Regions from separate parts of the Rattus norvegicus genome. Here region 2 is linked to region 1. Evidence: chromatin contacts called from public Hi-C data. All regions are on one chromosome and are shown on one strand. Each heading gives the region's core, a stretch centred on a gene start, on an enhancer-like site or on the middle of the called end of the contact. The rest is flanking DNA. Distances are from core to core; before and after follow the strand shown. Region 1 overlaps Xpnpep1 (X-prolyl aminopeptidase 1). Region 2 overlaps Add3 (adducin 3).

Region 1 (3,448 bases), core at 438-2,937:
GTTAAGTTTTAACTGTCAACTTGACACAGCCTACCATTGTCTGAGAAGTGCAAATGAGCTGAGGACAGGCCAAAATGATTGGCTACTGGGTAAATCTCTGAGAGATTGTCTTGGTTCAGTTGATACAGGAGGGCCCAGCCCTCTGCCTGTGGCACCATTCCTTAGGCATGCGCCCACTGCAGGTGGCACCATTCCCTAGGCAGGTGATTCTGTGCTATATAAGAAAGCCAGCTATGGCTCAGTGGTTAAGAGCATCAACTGTTCTTCCAGAAGTCCTGAGTTCAATTCCCAGCAACCACATGGTGGCTCACAACCATCTGTAACAATGCCCTCTTCTAGTGTGTCTGAAGAAAGCGACAGTGTACTCATATAAATGAATAAATCTTTAAAAAAAAAAAAAGAAAAGAAAAGAAAAGAAAAAAGAAAGAGAGAAAGCCAGCTAAACAAGGCCCTGCTTCAAGCTCCTGTTTGAGTTCCTGCCCTGGTTCCCCTCAATGGTGGACTGTGGCATGAAGTGTAAGTCAAGGTCATCCTTTCCTCCCCTAAGTTATTTCCAATCAGAGTGTTCTATCACAAGAGCAAAGAACTATAATCCCATTCAACAGAAAGACAATGACGTTAGCCTGAAAGTAATGTCTGAAGTGGTAAAACTGGCAAGACAGCAGACCATAGACCATGATTCCCCATATTGCTGCTGACCTTTAAGACGCCTGGGGTCCAGAACCATACAGCTAAGCCTATGCTGCTCCCTCCGCACTGCCTTCTGGGAAACCTGAAACCTGTGTGGCCTGGGCCAGATCACACAGCAGGAACCTCATGAAGAACCTCACAGCATCTGTGCTCTGATAGTCTCACACACTTATTTCTCAGTCTTGTGTTACTATAAATAATTTTGTAGATTTCAAGACATTTAGAGGTTTAGAGGGAAGGCAGGATTAAAGCAAACACCTGTTAGGACAGGCAAGGACAAGCGGATGAAGGAGGAGTTCTAAAGTGAGAAAGCAAGCATAGCAACGGTGGGGTGAGGGCCAGGAGGGGGTATCTGGGTGGGAGAGAGCACTTACATGATCCTCTCTAGTCCTATGATTGCGTAGGAGAAAAACACCGGGTTGTGCTCCACATCTGACCCTCGGAGATTGAACAGCCCTAAAAAGGAAAGCAATTTCTTTAAAATGGTTCCTTTCAATGCCTGGCTCCAGGGTCAGGCTTTACAGGTAGCTTTTGGGGAGGGAGGAGTTTCTGCTTAGAATTCAGCTCCTATCAAAGGATTCCACATCTCTCAGGGTTCCACGACTGAGCTGCAGATGCTGGTGTCGGCCACCTGATGGCGCCAGAACTGTTTCCTAGTTGGCCATGTTGCAAGCCTGAGGAGGGAGTAGGATCAAAAAGTCATAACCAGTGTCCCCCAAAGAGCTGAAACTGGTAACTGACTGTGGGAATCTGCCAAGCTCAGCGCTGCTGCAAACAGACTCTGACCCCCTCAAATATAAGGGGGACACATGCAATCTCTCTATTCCAAGGCAAACGACCTAGGACAGAAAGTCTGAAGTGGAGGTGGTGACATAGAGACCCCACTGAGCTCCACCTACACAGAGCTCTCCTCAGAGCCGGAAGTCGTGAGTCAGGAGGCTGTGGCTCAGCCACAGTGGGCTGTTACTGGGCTGGGTGGAGGACCTGCCCTGAGCCAGGGGCTGGAGTCTGATGAGGTCACCGAACACTTGAGAAGCCTAACAGACAAGCAGACAGTGCAGCTCTGGGCCTGGCTGCCGCTCCAATGCTTGCTCTCAAAGATAAGGGAGCGAAAAGGCCAAGTACAAAAAGCAGCCGCCCCCTCTATGTTAAAATAATGGCTTCTCAAAGAAAGTAGAAAGGTTTAACCTCATACTGACTCTTGAGTGTTTTATTTTTTGGAGACAAGGTCTCATTGTGTAGCCGTAGACAGCCTGGAACCTGCTAGGTGGTCCAGGCTGGCCTCGAACTCAGATTCACATGCCTCTGCCTCCCAAGTGCTGGGTTAGAGGCCTGCCTCCCATCGGGCTTTACTACCTCCTTCTGAAATGAAGGGACTTGGGGCTGCTGACGTGTGACAGAATGGATGTGTCAGAAGTCCCACCACACGCTCACCCTCACACTCACAAGAGTACCCACAAAATCAACCAGAAATAGGAAGGCAAAATGACCAGAAACTGAGATATGTGAGTATGAGCCATGCTCCGGACGAGAGAACCACAGTAACTTATGGAGAAGCTGGAGATAGCGCAAAGGCCTCCAAATGGAAGCTGTCAGGCAGACCTTAGCACCACCATTTGAGGGGATTCTTAATGCTTAAATTGCGTTTATATTTGTTCCCAGCACACTGACACGTCTAGAACACCAGGCTGAATGACAGATACACAGAAATGTCAACAATGGCTGTCACTAGGGAAAAGGCTTGTGAGTGAATCTTATTTTTCTTCTACTTCCTCTGCACTTCAGAGGGTCTCCAAAATAGGGACATATTTGTTTTATTTTCAAAGAGAGAAAGCACTTTTGTGTGTTTTTCCCTCTGAGGCAGGGTTAATTCGAGACAACAATCACAGACATCTGACAAAGTCTGGGGACGGAAGAGGCGGGACATCCCCAGTGGGCTTTCTTCCTCCAGTGGAGAGATAAAATGCACAAAAGCCTCTTCCAAGCCTCCCTGAATCAAATCCAGTCAGAGCAGGACAGGAGAGAGCATTTCACTCAGGCTCCTTCAAACTCTGGGAGAGGACAGGTTTTGAACAGCAGGGGTAGTGGAAAGTCAGAAGATTAAGGGGCAGGACCTAGAGAAGACCTTCCTGTTAAGTTTTCTGAGGTAAAAACTTGACTAGAATACTCTCTCGGTGAAGATCTTAGAAACTATTTAAGTATAAAGAGAGAGCAACACAAAAAAAAAATATTTAGAATATTCTTCCTCAGAGAAGTCAGTCCTTCAGACTGCGAGGCCAGAGGCAGGCATCACACACCGGATTCACCAGGAGCCCCTGGCTGTGTGTGCGCTGTTCTGTCAGGTGGGCCATCCCTATTCCAACTGTAATGCTCCCTCCTTTGTGCTAACCAGCATTTGCTCTCTTATTTAAAGACACTGTTACGAATTCCCTCACCATTCACAGAGCTGAATGGCACAAACACAGATTCCCAGAGGCCCAAGGAGGAGATCAGGTAATGCCCCTGCAGTGAAACCAGAGTACTCACATGCAATCTCGTCTAGGGCAGTGACCACAAACCACACGATGCTCCTCTCTGCCATTTTCAACCGAAGGTCTGCAACCTTCTCCTTCCACGAGATGCCTGTAAGAAAACAAATGAGCGTCTGCCTCCTCTATGACCCTCGGAAGTCAGAAGCCAGGTGAGAAGGCTATGCTGAACCCTCGCACACAGTACCACTTCTCACGGCAGGCGTGCAGCGTAGAGTCCATCCCTACAG
Region 2 (3,448 bases), core at 399-2,898, 190 kb after region 1:
TAAAGTTTACTCTCTACTGAATTACCATGAAAACAGGCTCAGTTTCAAAAATATTATAAGTTGCTTTAAATTTTTATGAAAACAAAACCTCCAATTTTTCCTGTTTTTTTTTTTTTTTTTCCGGAGCTGGGGACCGAACCCAGGGCCTTGAGCTTGCTAGGCAAGTGCTCTACCACTGAGCTAAATCCCCAACCCAATTTTTCCTGTTTTTAACACTGAATGCATGCTTATTAATTTCTTTGAAGTGGAATGTAAGGTATTACATGACTTTTTCAAAGACTATTTATTGCCCACTAGTTTCAAAAATTAGTATCTTAAGCCTTAGTATCTTAAAACCTTTATGGAATTTAAAAAAAGTATTATTCATATTTCATAACTTTCTTATATCAGTGGAATATATATGCATGTGATCTGTAATCCACATTCTGTGTATCTTCACAATGTAAAAATAGAGTAAGATTAAGTAGAGGGATTTGGGTAAGGTAGGCTCTCTCTCTCCAGACTTGTTTATTAAGAGAAATGATAGGTTAAAACAAAACAGGAACACCTCATACTCTTTTAAACTTTGACACTCACTCTAACTAGGGAGTAATCGGAAAGACAGCATTTCTTATAGGAATTACTATTATTCATATGTTAGTGTTTGTTTCTCAATGTCTTTATAGATTCTTCATTTTCTAAAGTCAACATTTCTGTTGCTGTTTTTTAAACAGACTTCCATGAATTAAATGATGAAGTTGGTTTAATGATATCTCTTCCCTATGAGTTTGATATTGGACTTCTAAAATCCTCTTTGATTTTCCTATTTTTATTAAAAATAAACAGCTTGGAAATTTGGGCTGCCTCTGTCCTCACTGTTTCTTCCCTATCTGTGTGTGCCAGGACAGACAGTCATCTGGAAGGTGAATGGCACAGGTCAGAAAGCACCAAGACACACCCACGCGCGCGCACACACACACACACACACACACACACACACACGCATGCACACACGCGCTCATGTTTCCCACTCTTATCAGCTACTCTGCTTTCCAAACTAAGTTCCATTTCTGTGTCAGACAGAACCAGCAGATCTATACAGCAGCTCATGTCTGACACCGTCCTAGGTAAAATAATGGAGCATGTGTAATCTAGGTACCAAGATCTAGAAAAGTCCTTTTTAAAGTTAAATATTATAATTCTTGCCTAGATTCCACTTTGTGGATTGTTGGATTTTGCAAATAACCAGGAATGTTTGTTTGTTACTGATCTGATAAGAATTCCCAAGTGACAAACTGTTCGTTTCACTCTTCTGGTGTCCAGATAAAGATTTTGAAGATAACCAGTCCATGAAAATATATATCTTACTAAAGAGTTCACATTTAAGATGGGAACCTTGATTTGAGTCTAGCATAGCAGAGAGGTTGAAAAGTTTTGCCAAAAGATCTTAACAACTTTAACTTTAAGTCTATCTAAAATGACTCAAACTTTGGAAATATGAGGTGAAGAGAATTCTAGTTCTAGAGCCAAAAACAAGAGTGTGTGTGGCCTTGGATAAGTAATATTTTGTCTCCACTCGTTTCCTGTTGGTAGTTTGAATGAGAATGGCCCCTGGAGACTCATAAATCTGAACGTTTAGTCGTCATAGTCCCTGTCTGTCCCATGTCCCACTGCCCCACAACCATTGGTAGGACTGTTTGAGAAGATTACGAGATGTAACCTCATTGGAGGAGGTGTGTCACCAGGGCGGACTTTGAGGTTTAATAAGCCATCGCTATTCCAGTTGCCCAACTCTCTGCCTGATACTTGACAGATCAGAGCTCCTGCTCCAGCACCGCCCTGCTCACCTGCTGCCATGCCCCCCCACCCCCAGCTGCTCACGTCCTCGTTTCTTCACACGGCAGTAAGACACTTCCTTTTCAATAAACTGAGGTAACAATACTACATCTCAGGGGTATTATCTAATTCAATGGTTAAAACTTGCTCCATCCTTAAATAGTCATAGCACAGGAGTTCAAGAAATGTTGAATATTTTGAAAACATTCCCCTCTTGCCACATTTTTATTCCAGTGTGATTTGGTGAAAACACAAGAATAAAATAATGCAAAGTGGCTGAACAAAGAATGAATTCAGGTAAACAAACCCTTAAGAAGAGGGCAGGTTCTCAACAAAAGGCGATTAGAAAGAGCCCAGTTCTGTGACCAATGAATATGAGGGACTTACCACACCTGCCATAGGCAGAACACAGGACAAGGTACTTTTCGCAAAGGGTAGTAATGGGTAGAAGTCCTCAGAGAGAAGCAATGGGAGGGTTCTGCATTTGAGTATTTGAAATTGCCCAGTAGAAAAATAAAGGGATTTAGATCACCCAGGAATGACTAGAGGTCTTCAAAATTAGTAACTCAGCAAGGCTTTTGTCTGTTTCTTAATTAAGTAAAGTCAGGGGCTTGGGGATTTAGCTCAGTGGTAAAGAGCTTGCCTAGCAAGCTCAAGGCCCTGGATTCGGTCCTCAACTCCGGAAAAAAAAAAAAAAAAGTCAGATATCAGGGTGGAATCCAGTAGCTACATGGACTTGACACTCAGCAGCACTAAGCCAGCTTCTTCCAGGATCTCATAACCTGAAGGGACCAATCCCAGCAATGCCAGCATGCTGCTAAACCTGGAGATCTGGTGTACATAGTTTCTCTTGTAGAGAAAAGGGCAAAAATGCACGCATACAGAGCAAGAATGTCAACTAACTGTGGCCACTGAAGTCCACCCTTGCTTAAGTGAAAAGGGCATTTCATCAAAGTACTATTTTATGATTTGCTAGCTGCCTAACATGTCCGCTGTGCAAGAAGTGAGCCCCGCTGCAGCTCGTGTTTGTGATTGGAATTCTTGCTGAATCATCCTTCTGGGGTTTTACAAAGACCATTTCTGTTCACAGTCCAACATGATAACATTTCTTGCTTCATATTTCCTCAGAAACTTTTCAGTCTTCCATACTTAGCAAAGGTTACAGCATTGTGAAAAACACACTGTCTTGTCCTTGTGTCAGATGTTTTGTTTGAATTACTACTCTGTTTTTCATTGGTTCTGCAAAGCTTAACTCTGCAGAAGTGTGTTTTCCGCACTGTTATGATAGTAAAATGTTTCCTAAATAGGTATTAGTTAGCATGGAAACTCCATCGGAATAGTTTGCTCATGCTGCCATACCCAGCATAGCGAGATATCAGGAAGCAGCAGCATTTTATTATATCCTGAGAGTTCTGGGGCTAGAAACTCAAGATATTGCCAACGGTTCCTCCCAGAGGTTCTGGAGAGAATGTGGCCAGGTCTCCTTTCTGGCTTGACACAGCAGGCTTGTGGCGGTGTATAATCCAGCAGCTCAGTGTAGATCCGTAACTTGTGATGGGTAGGATTGCTTCCTGTAAACCTTTCATTTCATAAGCCTAACCTAACAAACGCTATGCAGTATAGCACAGTGTTC

Evidence for each region. Hi-C and Micro-C count contacts between places; a contact is called where the count stands out from the background.
Region 2: a Hi-C map of Schwann cells shows a contact between it and region 1, with 9 times the contacts expected there. The contact joins two enhancer-like sites. A contact is called at or near these places in 11 of 12 Hi-C or Micro-C datasets (the A7r5 cell line, the Rat2 cell line, Schwann cells and 7 more) and 1 of 1 datasets of contacts at active chromatin or transcription factors (oligodendrocytes).

What each region holds. Positions count from the first base shown.
Region 1 is chr1:262,022,349-262,025,796 of GRCr8, forward strand. Xpnpep1 (X-prolyl aminopeptidase 1) reads right to left here. Exons shown (of 21, transcript NM_001398660.1): 8 at 3,217-3,312; 9 at 1,065-1,146. Among named protein-coding and RNA genes, the nearest start is that of Xpnpep1, 33 kb to the right of the region's middle. Within about 2 kb of position 1,688, at least 29 of the 93 cell types and tissues checked have an H3K27ac peak or open chromatin away from gene starts, as enhancers often do. A contact at or near this core is called in Schwann cells, where this site is marked.
Region 2 is chr1:262,214,378-262,217,825 of GRCr8, forward strand. The region is part of intron 1 of Add3 (adducin 3); the gene reads left to right. Among named protein-coding and RNA genes, the nearest start is that of Add3, 63 kb to the left of the region's middle. Within about 2 kb of position 1,649, at least 23 of the 93 cell types and tissues checked have an H3K27ac peak or open chromatin away from gene starts, as enhancers often do. A contact at or near this core is called in Schwann cells, where this site is marked.